Linked DNA regions of Gossypium hirsutum: region 2 is linked to region 1. Evidence: chromatin contacts called from public Hi-C data. All regions are on one chromosome and are shown on one strand. The core of a region is the stretch at or near the end of the contact, and the rest is flanking DNA. Distances in the headings are between cores, read along the strand shown.

Region 1 (7,050 bases), core at 2,257-4,756:
AAAAATTAATTTGTTATATCAAAACATATTTTCAAATAAAGCTTACTTTAACAAGAAGTCTCCATGTCGTGACACCAAAGCCTTTCATTACCACTCAAAGAGTTAGCCTTCAACAAATCGCAATCCAAGTGGATTTTCTTTAACGTCGCGACATCAAAGGAGTGATGTCACGGAACCAACCTTCAGGATCGCAACTTGGAGCCATCAAGGTCACAACTTCGAGCACAGTCTTCAAAGTTAAGGAGGTCATGTCATCTAATGGAGCAAGTCACAACACCAAGACTCCATGATCGCAACATCGAAGCACTCAAACCACCCTAGTAGTGAATTATTGTAGATGTTGCGACACTAAGGCTTGGGTGTCGCTACACTGAAGATTGACAAGGAAATTACTGTAAAAGCATTTTTCAGTCCAGCTAAGCCAAAGTCAACTTTTAAACTAGAGCATTTTTGTCCATTTTAGGTCAAATTGTGTTAGACTATATAAATCATCTTAAAACACAAATAAGATAGCTGATTATTAGGTTTTTAGTTTACTATTGTTTTAAGTAACTTTTTCTACAATTTCTTTTTTCACAAAAAAAGGTACAGGGACCTTTTGTATGTTTTAATAGATTTTAGTACTATTTTTGCAATTCAAACTTACAACTTGGTAATCGGAGCTATGGAATTTCAAGTTTATTCTTACTTTCATTAATCAAATCGAGGACTTAATCGCAAATCTCTAAGCATTTCCCAACTCTTTTATTTTTTGTCTTATTTAATTATTTAATTTAACATGAAAATGAATGTTTTGTATATGTTGATGATGGGTGTCAAAACCATTTTTATATTAGAAAACAAAACGGGGATGGACTTTTTGAAACCAAGTGTGGAGTCGCCACCAATCTTTTATTTTGGTGTGATTGGATCACCTTAATGAAATATTTTATTCCATAAAAAAATCAACATTGGCCTACGAAATTCGAGAAAGCGTTCGGGAGTCGGTTACATACGAGGAAGGATTAGCACCCTCGCTACGCTAAAAATTGGTACCGAATTGACTAAATAATGTCCTTCTGTCTAAAAAAAATATTTTGAAATATGATTTCTTTTAAAACACTTGAATGACTCAAATTGGACGTCAAGATTCGCTTGTTTCAAAGGAATACAGTATCACATCCAGCACGTTAGGACACGATCCTTTAAACCCTCAAAACTACGATCAATTTCGATTTCTAAAAGCCCATACACTTGAAAGTTACAAAAGGATGTTCGCTTATTTAGTCCAACAAAAAAAACACGAAACCCAGTACAGTAGGGCACGATTTCTTGAATTTCCAAACATTAAACATTGCCTTATTTTAGAATTTAGAAAATGCGAATGAAATTTCAAAGGAATATTTGATTATTTTGGACAAACGAAAAATCAAAACCCAGCACGATAGGGCACGATTCCTCGAGTTCCCAAACATCAATCATTACCTTTGTTTTAGTAAATTTTCAAATAAACAATGATAGAACTAGCTCACAACGCATTAATTTAACTTGAAATAGAATGGAATAAATAATTTTAAAACAAAAAGTCGCAAATTACAAAGTAACATTTGTAAACAAAAAAGTAAAATTATAAACATGGGGCAATATGCACAAATAAAGTACTATACTTGGCGAAGAATAATAGTATAAACATAAAAAATAAATTAATAAACACATCATGGCAATGAGTTCATATCTTTTTTAAAACATTAATAAGAAACTAAAATATAATTCACCAAAGAACATATTAGAAGGAAATGCAACAAATTTTCAAATATAGATGAATAAAAATTAAAATGATAATACAAATGAAGAGTAAACAATACAGCAGTCATGTGTGAAATGAAATGAAAACTAAAAAACAATACATAATATACAAAACAATACGGATACTAGGAGTCAATATAATGTGCAACAATTCAAAAACCATTAATAATAAAAATTTTAAAAATGATTTATTCATGCTAGGGTTTGAAATAATTGACATGTATAAAATAAAACTAATAATATATAAAGGATTACTAAAAAGATATTATAAAGGAAGAAATTTGAATCAACAACATATCCAAATATTTTTTTTTAAATGATACATCTATTTAAGATTGACAATGTACATATGGTAGAAGATAATTTAAATAATATGTAAAATATGAAAGGTTCTAAAAATATATATATAATAAGATATATTCTTGAGATATGAGTTATATACATATTGGGTTTAAAAGGAATTATGTATGTAAAGTAACATAGAATTAATAATATATAGAATAAAAACTAATTTTTTCATGAATTATATATGCATAATAATATATATATGAATATTTAAATGAGGTATTATACAAAAAAAATTTAAAACAATATGATAAAGAAACTTTAAAATAAAGATTTTATATGAAAAAAAGGGGGTAAAATTACCATGATGACTCAAAAAAAGTATGTATATACATGTAAAAAAAAAGGTATTAAGTTAATAAATAAAAATAATAATAAATTATACAAATCAAAAGGACTCAATTAAAATAAAATTAAACTAAAAAGGATACTTGATAAATAAAATAAACTACTAAAATTAAAAGAAGAACTAAAGCGCAATGCACGCAAACGTGCGGGGATCAAAACTGGCAATATACCAGATCCCAAAACACTGCGTTTAGGCGCGGATTAAATTGCGATAACGCGCAAATCTCTAGAAAAAATTAAAAAAACAAAGAAGATGCACAGAGGGCCCAATCAGACACCAACGAGAAATAGAGGGACCTAACGCGCAAATAACCCTCAAAGACCAAAGCGCGGATCCTATCCAGGCACGGGTCGGGTGATCGGGTTATGGCTCTTGAAACGGTGCCGTTTTGTAGCCATTGAGATTGGCTTAAAACGTCGTCGCTTTATACCCTTTAAAAGGCAAAAACAAAACCCTAGTGAAACACAGCCACCATTTCTTTCCCTTTCTAAAGAAATCAGAGTAAAAAGAACCCTAAAAGCCATTACCACCATTCGGCTAATCCCAAAACTTGAGCAAATCAATTGCCACCACTACGATTCGATGGAGATCAACATGCGCGCACTTCGATTAGAGTCTTAACTCAAGACCTATCAATTTCAGCCCTTAGAAATCTCATCCCAAACTTCGATTTCGGTGAAGGAGACAAGAATTTCGATGGCCTATTTACGACGATAAACGTTCTTTTATTTTCTTATATTCGAGCCACATGCAAAATCAAAAGAAAGAAACACACATAAAAAAAAGGATCGAGAATAACCTTTCCAATAATTTTAATTCGATTTTGTTGTATTCAATATGTATATTTTAGTGTGCGTCCCATACAATTGAAAAAGAAGATGGCTTTATAGCCGAATGAGAAAAATAAAGAAAAATACAATATTTTCTTGTCTCCTTTTTTCTTTTTTGCTGTTGTGCTGTGCTGTTTTTGTCTTCATGCAGATGGGGGAGGACGTAGAGGCACGAGCGGCGCTGGGGAGTACGGAGGTCGTGCATGGGAGCGTACGGAGGCTAGAGGCTACGGCGCTAAGGTGGAAACCCTAGGGTTTCTGTGGATAATCTGGTCTTGGGCCGCTTGGGCCCGATTTGTTTTATTTGGGTATTGGGTTATGGGTTTGTTTGGGCTTAGAATTGGGTTTTTTGGGTATTGGGCCATTGTAATTGTTTTGGGCTGTTTTGTAATATTTGGACTGATGGCCTTTTGATTTGGATTTTAATATTTTTGTTTTGTTTCGGGATTGATTTTTGGTTGTTGGGCTCGGGCAGATTTGGGTACTTACAATGGGTATGAACTAATTCCTATTGTAGTTGATTAATTGAAATGTCAATTATTTAATATAAGGTTTAGAAACTAAATTGTAAGAATATGGACTAAATCGAATAAACTTAGAAACCTAGAATTGATGAATCTAGGGGAACAATTAGATAAGTGAGACCGAGAGGATATCTTATTGAGCATGAATTCGACTATCCCTATCTAGCTTAGTAAGATTGAGAGATAAATAAGACTATATCATCTAATTAGGTAAATTGAACCAATTAAAATTGACTAATTTAGAACCCTAACTTGAGAATTAATTATTGAAGATATTAATCAACTGCTATATTTTCTTCGATAATTATTCTGACTTTAGTATTTTTTCGCTTTAGTCCTTTAAATTATATTTTAGTTTAATTCAATTTTTTTATCGTTTTTTGTATAATTTATTCTAGCCATTAGCTAGTTAGCCTCCTTAATCACATGCTTTTATCTTTATTAATCCATCATATCACTCAATCTTCTTTAGGTTTGATCCTTGGAATACTCTAAGTATCGTATTGTACACTTATTACACCTGACTTGTCACACTTGCAGAACATTGTACTTCATGTTTATTTATTTGCAATTTTCTCTACTCGGCGTATGTATGCCTTGGCTCAATCAAATACAATAACTGATTCACACTTTATTACTCCCCAAGTATAGAGATCTCACATTTGTACCTAAAGACTAGAATGCTCACCTCTAAATCCTCCCTCTGAGAACTTGGGCAGTAAACACTTCAATGTTTACAATATAGTTTGCACTCTCTCATAAAAACAGATCCTCGATGAATAGATTCAAGTGCTCTCAATAAGCTCTCATACATTAACCTAGACAAGCCTCAAAACATATATCAATTTTGAAACACAAACTAATAAAGTTTGTATTTTCTCACAAAAATAGTTCCTCAATGAATAGAAATTATTGTATTGATGCGAAAGCATAATAAACTAATAAAGGTACTAACCTCTAGTCATAGCCAATGTTGAAATACAAACTACGTTGTGAAATTATCAATCTCTCATGATGGAAAACAATGTCTATTCTTTAATCACCTGAATTAGGGGCTTATTTATAAACTTCCTTCCATCAAAGAAATTTGTCCAATGTAATTACCATGTAGATAAGTAAAACTACTAAAGACCTTTATCAAAAATGATTTAATTATTATGTACACCGACATGCTCCTCAGTGTCCGCGATCCTTTTAGACTCTCTTTTGGTCTTGGTTTCCCTTCGGTAGCAGATTTGAAAGTCAAGAGTATGACAGTTTTATCGGGACCGGAGTTCTTGTATTTTCTCCCCATTTTAGCCCTTGTTTTGCTAGACTTTTGGACCTTTGTACCCTTTCTAATGAATTTGTTCTTTCCTCGAACGAAAAAAGTGATTTAACATCGCTCAATGTTCAAGGCATTTACAAAAGAGATTAAACACCACTTAAACTTATATAAAATTAAATAGTTTGATAAATGTGAGATATTAAATTAAACATAACAAATCCAACAACGCTTAAAATTTAGAATGTAAAAAAATAGATGCTTTCAATCTGGATCGATTCTCAAACTTTAATGTCAACATAAATATCGAGATTCAATATTTGTCACATTATTTTTCTAACCAGAGATATCTCTCATTTCAAAGAAATCATTTTTCAACACAAAACACTGGTCATGGGATGAGGCAAAGGGATTGTAAAACCTGTTAGTAACATATAGACCTTTAACCCATCAAAAGAATCCAGCAAAGCCAACTTTAAAAGCAAGTGGAAAAGAGAATTTGTTTCTCAAAATTGGTGATAGTGCGACCACTTTTTCTTTTTGGCCAATGCTGCTGAGTGCTGCTTAAGGAAATCAATGTCCTCTCTCACTTAATTTATAGGGTTAAGCCGAAACACCATAAGGCATGGAGCACCACATCATTATTACATGTTTACTACATCAAATATATTTTCTTGTCCTTAGGGGACAAAGTTTTCGGTTTAAGTCCAAACTAAATTTTCCCACTTAGTATTTGTATTTTTTTCCTTTGTACAATGTTACGGAGATATTACACCTTTAAATACCTTTAAATTTACATTTTTTTAAATTTAGACTTATCAATCTTTTGTTAAGGTTTTGAAGTCAAGTATCCTATCTTTTTTTTATTAAAATATGTTTAAAATTATTACAATTTTTATATAATTGAAACATATTAATAATTTATATTATAGAAATATGAAATGTTAATGTAATAGATAGAAGAAAAAATAAAAAACAAATCAAATTGTATTGCTCTTCCATGGAATTTTTTATGTTTTTGAAAATAGAATCAATTGGTTCGACCACAAATTTCAAGTGTAGAGCCCAATTTAGCTCGGGGCCCATAAACCAAAAAAACAAATAAAAACAAAGTCTAAATTACAGCCCAAAACACCCAACACAAAAACTAAAAAACCTAGGCCCAAAACCCCAGCCCACTTAGCACTAACCGACAACCATCAAAAAAGCAGAAAACCTTAGGTGCGCCGCACCTAGGTCGGCTGCTCACACCTCCCTCGAGCGCCGAATGCCACTTCTCCGCAACGTGCGCTGCTCCACCACGCCACGTCAGTGACGTGCTCAATCATGTACCTACAAACGTGTAAAACAGTTGCAAAAAAAGGGGCTATAAAAGCCTTCGAAAACGATTGTAAAAGGACGTTTTTTTTACGGATATAATAGCAGATATACACACCAAAAATCAATAGAAAAGATCTTAGTGCAAAAGAAATCAAAAGGTGATTTTAGATTCAACTTTCCTTGATTTTACGTTTTCTTTTGATTCTATTTCCTTTTGTTTTTTTTTTTTCATTTGGTTTTTTAAAGCTTTTGAAAATAGAAAAGGGAAAGATTTATCTTACGAATAGCCAAGAATGTTGACCCTCGAAGCCTGAATCTGTTGGACGTCGTTTATGGTGGCGGATCGGCATTCAAAGGGAGGGATTAAAGTCGGCTAAGGAGAGAAATTAGGAGAGAAATAAAAAGGGGCTAGGGTTTCTTTTAAAAAAAAATGGCAAAATGCCATTCAAATTTTTTTTTTTAGTTTTTAAAGGGCAAACAAAACGGCGCCATTTGGGGAAGGATGGGATCCGCACGCCAACTCGCTCCACGGCCCGGATCCGCGCTTTTACTCTTCAAAGGGGAAATTTATGCTGCTGGTCCTTCCCCTTTGCGCCGACTTTTGATTTGGCCCTGTTTGAATTTCATTTGTTT
Region 2 (6,905 bases), core at 1,386-3,885, 420 kb before region 1:
CCTCTCTCCTACTCATGTTTGTATTAATAATAATAATTTTGTCTTAGAGTTCCAGGTTCAATTCCTTTTCTTCTAAACACATTTGTAATTTTATTTCATGTTATTTCATGCCTTTTTTTAATTAATAAATATATTATTTTTAAAAAGAAATTATATTTTTTAATTTATCTTTTTAATTAATATATCTTTTATTCATAAAATCAAATAATTATTACAAATATCATTATTTTTATTAAATATAATTTTTATATGTGTAATATTTATTTTTCAATCCATATAATGAGTGTAGTAAATTTTAGTATTATATATTTTTGTATGTGTATTTAAAATATTTCACATATAAACATAATGATATTTGAAATAATTAAGTAAAATATTTCACATATAAAAATATTTGAAATAGCATACCCACAATGTAGATGAAAAAACAATGATATTTGAAATATTTTACACATAAAAATAATAATTATATTTGAAATAATTATTTCATCTTATAATATTAGAAATCACCATACGCACAATATATGTGGACAAAATAAATATTTGACATATAAATATTATAAAGAAAAAAAATATATAGAAAATTTTAGTTAATGTTTATATTATATATAAAGAAGTTATTAATTTCAAATATTTTTAACATAATGATATATGTAAAATATATTTTTATTATGTAATTACATATTTATTATTTGATTTTATGAATAAAAGAGATATTAATTAAAAAAATTAAAATAATATATTTATTAATTAAAAAGTAAAAAAATTAAAATAACATGAAATAAAAATTATAAATGTGTTTAACAGAGAAAGAATTGAAGCCAAGACTCAAGGATAAAATCATTATTATTTAACCATTTAACCAAAAAAGCTAATATATTAAAAACATTAATTAAAATTTTTTTAAAACAATATAAAATAAAAAATAAATATATGAGTGAAAGTGAAATTGAACTTATAACTAACATTTAATCATATAATAAAAAATAATTATATTAAAAAAAGTGAAAAAGTGATTTAAACTGGACGTGCTTTCCTGTATGTAATAGAAAACATGTCCAACATACTTTCTCTCCAAAATTATCTATTTTATTAAATAAAATTTTTTTTATTTAATCAATATATAGTTTTTGGTATATATGAATAATTTATCCGTAGACTTCTTGATGAAAGTAAAATTTTTGTTTATAGATTCCTAGTTGATTGAAAACCAAATTAAAACTGTAGACCAGGCCTTAGCCCGTGACCCGAACATTTGATTCATAGAAAAAAAAGTGAAGACCAGATCACTAAAAAAAAAAAGTCAAAATATGACTGAGTTCAGCTGATCTGTCATTTCACGTATTTCACGTTCTGTAAATTCATTCACAATAGCCAGCACCACCACCATTTGAATTTTGAACAGAAATTTCCAAAAGTATGGGCCCCATTTCTCTGCCTTTTTGCATTTGCCTTTGCTACAATATATACTAACTACTGCCGCCCACTGACCACGTGTTGCTGCCTTGGATTAGAGAATCAAAAACTCAATCTCCATTTCTCCGTAGACCACTCCCAACACAACGATTGAACCGCGTTTGACGTCTACACCATTCTAACCAACTCCTTTAAGGGTTAATTCCCCTCAACATCCCCAAACCATCAACACCTTTTAAATTGGTCCTTAAGCTTCAACACGTTCTAATCAAATCCTCTATGTAATTAGTATCATACCAATTAAGTTATTCCATTAGTGTGGTTATTAGTTTATACATTAAATGTCAATTTAGATCTATTGTGGAGTTGTTAACCTCTGAGATTAACAAGAGAATAGAGTGATGATTTGGATGGTGTTTCACCTTTAAATAAAGTGGAGAGCCACTGATAAAGATTGTAGTATTTTTTGTTTTGGGGGAGATAGATATGGGATCTGGAATGAGACTTGGTCATTTTAGCTCTTGTTGGGGGTTTTTATATTAGAAGATAGGGTTGATTATGTGCTTAGAGATTGTTGATAGTGAAATCATACTTTGTTCTCTTGCAATGACGGTAATGTGACGTCTTAAAGATAATTAGATAATCAATGATTCTGAATTTCCTTGTGCATTCTATGTATTTGTAGCAAAGATATGGTCTAGTATGAGGTTTACTAGGCTTAAGTCTGTCCATAGTAAAAAGTGGAAGGTTCGCTAGGTGTATGGTTCATGGGCTCAATTAGGTTTGTTAAGCATCAGTGAGGGACACATGTAGGGATACATGTTAGAAGTACAACATAAGCATTTTTAAAACACATGAATTAAATCATAAACAATCATATGCATATCATATAAACAACTTGGGTATGACATATTAAAAAAGCAAACAATGTAATTGAAATTTAATAAGACTATTTCTCCTCTTTTATTTTGTTTACATGTCAAATCCAACCCATTCGTGCAATAAGTACACATGCAATAGCAATTTGACTCATGAGTTTTAAATATGCTTTACTTTATATTTGAGTTGGAGTTTAATGTACAAACTAATGACAAGGCTGATAGAATTACTTGATTGATACAATACCAATACTTTGAGGACTCAATTAAAATAATTTAAAATTTAAGGACCAAATTAAAATTTGGATAATATTTTGGGATGTTTGATGAAATTAACCTTAAACTATAATTTACTTGTGTCCGCGCTTCCCCTACCTTCCTTCCTTCCTTCCTTCTATATCTTTGAAAAGCAATACTTTATAAAAAGGTAATTGAACTTTTTTTTTTTTGTTCCTTCCAAACAATGCCTTGTCACGTCCCTTCCCATTCCATTTCCATGTGCCTACTACTACTGATAGCTCCACCACCACTGCCAAACCCCCATTTCAATCACTAGGGTTTTCAATTTGTATTTAATTAATTTATTTTCTGTACGTCTTAGGAAAATAATTAAAGAACGAAAAACTTTTTTTCCCCAATTTTTAATATGGAAAATTGTCAACAAGTAGAATCCGCCATAGCTATGTTGAAACCTTGTGGTGATGTTAGGGATAAAGGTAATAGTTTGAATCGCGATCAATGCCAGGAGGTTCCGGATTTGGACGATTCGCAAAAGCTCGTTGGAAAATCAGACGTGGCGGTTAATGGAGTCAAAGTTGTTGAGATGAGCGTGAGGAAGCGCCGGCGGGGAAGGCCGCCTAGGAATCAGGCGACGGTCGTTTCATCATCGGCGCCTCCGCCTCAAAGGAACAATAACGATGAAGAAGATGTTTGTTTTATATGCTTCGATGGCGGGAGTCTCGTGCTTTGTGATCGCCGGTGAGTTTGGAGATTTTGCTGCTTTTATCTTGTTTTTGTCTCTCTTTTTTTTGTTTGGTTGATCAGAAAATGTAGGAAAATGGAAGAGAATTTTAGTTAGGTGGCCGAGATTAAGGTAAAATCTAGAGCGTGAGCTGAAAATTTTTTAACCTTTTGTTCAATCTTGCTTATCATAGTTTTTATTTAGGCGAATTTAAACTGGAGTTAATTTCAGCGAAATATGGAAGTTCTATGCCGATTCCTTTAATTTTCAGTTTATTTGTTGATACTGGTAATTCATATATTGAAATTCATGATCTTCTTCTTTTGGCAACTAAAATTTGGTGTAGTTTTAATCTTCATCTGTTTATTCTGGCTCATATATTCTTTTTGTCCTTTTTCTTTTTTCATTTGTGTTGTATACTATTGCTGATTATATTGGATTTTACGGTCAGAGGCTGTCCTAAGGCATACCATCCAACCTGTATCAAAAGGGATGAGGCGTTCTTTAATTCAAAGGTGAAATGGTACTGTGGTAAGTTGCATTTTAGTTACTTCTTGTAAATCTTGTCATTTTCATTTAAGTTTAATTAATATAACCACTGGAAAGTGCCATTGCTTGTGTTAGCATTATCTAGATTAATATTACACTTTGCTTGCTTTGCAGATATTTATCTGCTATTTTGTTGTACCGTTGGCACATGCATGTCATAGGGTAGCTTCCCTGTTTGATGTTGGTTTGGATTCTTTGTTCTCGTGTAGTTATTGGATCTATTATATTTATCTTAATTATGGTATGATATGATATGATATGATACAATTAACACTTGCATATTGAATGGTGGCTTCTCATGTCTGCCATTGACTTGGATTCCCTCTTCCGGAGTAGTTATTACTTTACTTTTTCATCTTAATCATGATATCTTACTGTCTCCATGTGCATATTGAATGGTTATTATGCTAACATTTTTATTTCAATTATTAGGAATGATTAAGTTATTTATTCCATTATTTTTCTGGTGTTCTACTTGTGTATTTCAGGGTGGCACATATGTAGCACTTGTCAGAAGGCTTCATATTATATGTGCTATATGTGTACATATTCCTTGTGCAAGGATTGCACTAAAGATGCTGATTATGTGAACGTAAGAGGAAATAAAGGATTTTGTGGATTGTGCATGAGAACTGTAATGCTGATTGAAAACACTGCCTTAGGAACTAAGGAAATGGTATGATTAACTATGCCTTATACAATTTATTTCTTTTTGAATGTGTCTTAGCTTTTTTCAATTAATTTGTAAGTATTGTAATTGGCATTTTCAGATTGCTGAAGACTGAAGAGATTTTGTCTACCTTAAAAGCCTTTTAATTTATGATGTGCAGGTTCAAGTGGATTTTGATGATCAAACTAGTTGGGAGTATCTCTTCAGGGTGTATTGGACTTTGTTGAAAGAGAAGCTATCATTAAGTTTAGACGAGATTATTAAAGCTAAAAATCCCTGGAAAGAAATTGCTAGCATGGAAAGGCCTTTTGAAGACCTAGGAGCTAGTTATTCGAAGAGAAGAAAAATGATGAAACAGAGGAAGTTTTTGAACAAAGTTGAATCTCCTGAAGGCACAACTGGGGCTGGTGAGAAGGGACACACAAAAGAATATCCTTCGTTGCTTGATAGGAAGGAAAAGGAGCTGGCCTTTCCACTAAAGGGAGGTGATGTCTTGAGTGATATTGGAAGCAGAGAAACTAGCATAGCAGTTCATTCTACAGAAATGGAGTTATCTGTAAATAAGATTGAGACAGATAAAATATGGCATTATCAAGATCCCCTTGGGAAAATTCAAGGGCCATTTCCTATGGCAATGTTACGTAGATGGAGCATGAGTGGTCATTTCCCACCTGGTTTGAGAATATGGAGAGCAAGTGAAAGGCAAGAGGACTCCACCCTCTTAACTGATGCTTTGGATGGGCGGTACAGCCAAGTGCAACAACTGTTTCATAACAGCTGTGTACCAACTGAGGACGAAAGGGATGGAGATGTTGGGGAGAGTTGGGATCTGAATGTGGATCAGGTGGAAAGTAAACAAGTAGAAGGGGCCTTGAACTCAATGCAGAATAATGCGAATGGTCATTGTTGTGGTAACAATGAATCTGCAAAGAGCAAAGAATTGGGCTCTCAATCTTCTTGCACCACTCCCGTACATACGGTCACTTCCAGTACAGTACAAAGAGGAAGTCCTGTGCCACATTGGGAGCCTCTGAAGGGTGATAATTACTTCCCTGGCCAGCCTCGAGTGAGTAGTTTACTTCCCTCATCTACATTATCTGCAAAACTTTGTGAAACGCAGTCTCTTCAAGTTATCAGAGGTCATGGGGTTGAAAATTGGGACCGTGGTTCCATTAACATTAACGAAAATTTGAACGAGACCTCTGAAGGTCAAATTATTGCTGGAAATGTGAAGCAAGAAGATAGTGAGGGAAAATCTGGCAAATCTTGTGGGCAAAGCTGGAGATCACCTTTAAATGATGCTTCAAATGGATGGGATTCCAATTGTGGTCTCATTTCTCTGGCTAGGGTTCTTGAAGCAGCGGAGCACAATCATGATATTGATTTCCCAGACCTTCCTACCTCAATATCGAAGTTGAACCACAAAGACTTAGAACCCCAGGCTACTAAAAGCAAACAGTCTCTTTCTTCAAGTGCTCATCATCAGGATTCAGGTCCTAGTTGGAGCACAGCTTCTAGTCTAGTGGGTAATGGACCACAGCTTTCTGAAGCAGCTGGTGAATGGGGTGGGTATTCCTCCACCCCAGCGAAACCTTCTGTGGAGGAATGGGACTCTGATCTTGTGCCCAACTCTTCTCTGAAACAAACTAACTTGGGAAGTGATCATGCTGCTACTCCAACTTCTGGAACCGGCCAAATGGCACATTCTTCTCCCACAGATCCTGCAGAAAATGCATCTGGTTGGGATTCAATTGTTCCTGAACCTAATGAGTATTCTTTTGGTGATGAGTCAGTTTCTGATCTCTTGGCTGAAGTTGAAGCAATGGAGTCTCTTAATGGATTGGCGCCACCTACATCAAGTTTACGCTATGACAGAAAGTTGGTTTACAGTGCTGAACCTGATTGTTTTTGTCCTGTAGGAGGATTTAGCCCCGCACCTGATCCAGGAAAAAATGATGCTTTGAGCTCAACAAATGATCTAGGAATGCCATCTGGGTCTACTTTGACCAATGAGCCAATTGGGGTCTCTCGGTCTGAAGTTCATGATGCTCGGAAGAGTTCTAGTGGGCATTCTTCCACGAGTGCTGATATGGATGAAGATAAATGGCCCAACGATGCCTCTGTTAACCGATATGAAGCTGGTTCAGACATGCAGGTTCCTGCCCCACCAGCAGCATGGTGCATGGCTGCTATAGACACCACTTGGAGAGCAGGTCGAGAAACTACAGGAACCAACTGGGAAGCCATTCAGGGAACTCCAATTTTTCATTCTGGAGGTTTAGGTCAAGGAATGAGGAGTATCAGTTGGGGAAACAGTCAGGGAACATTCCAGGACAATGGAAGCATCAACTCAGGCACTTATTGGGGAAGCCAACAGAGGTATGTCAGTTCAAGAGGTCCTGATTTTCAGGCCAAAGATTCAAGTTATAGT

The links. A called contact is a pair of places that touch in the nucleus more often than the background predicts.
Region 2: a contact with region 1 is called in a Hi-C map of leaf, with 1.5 times the contacts expected there. The contact joins the promoter of LOC107897609 here to the enhancer-like site in region 1. A contact is called at or near these places in 2 of 34 Hi-C or Micro-C datasets (both in leaf).

The regions. Positions count from the first base shown.
Region 1 is chrA10:19,619,022-19,626,071 of Gossypium_hirsutum_v2.1, reverse strand. It overlaps LOC107897621 (a long non-coding RNA gene), which reads right to left. Exons shown (of 2, transcript XR_001684214.2): 1 at 6,699-7,050; 2 at 6,067-6,429. Among protein-coding and RNA genes, the nearest start is that of LOC107897621, 3.8 kb to the right of the region's middle. Within about 2 kb of position 3,506, at least 9 of the 9 cell types and tissues checked have an H3K27ac peak or open chromatin away from gene starts, as enhancers often do. A contact at or near this core is called in leaf, where this site is marked.
Region 2 is chrA10:20,042,824-20,049,728 of Gossypium_hirsutum_v2.1, reverse strand. It overlaps LOC107897609 (zinc finger CCCH domain-containing protein 44), which reads left to right and starts at 2,635. Exons shown (of 4, transcript XM_016823110.2): 1 at 2,635-3,272; 2 at 3,707-3,786; 3 at 4,293-4,480; 4 at 4,635-6,905. The coding sequence starts at 2,941.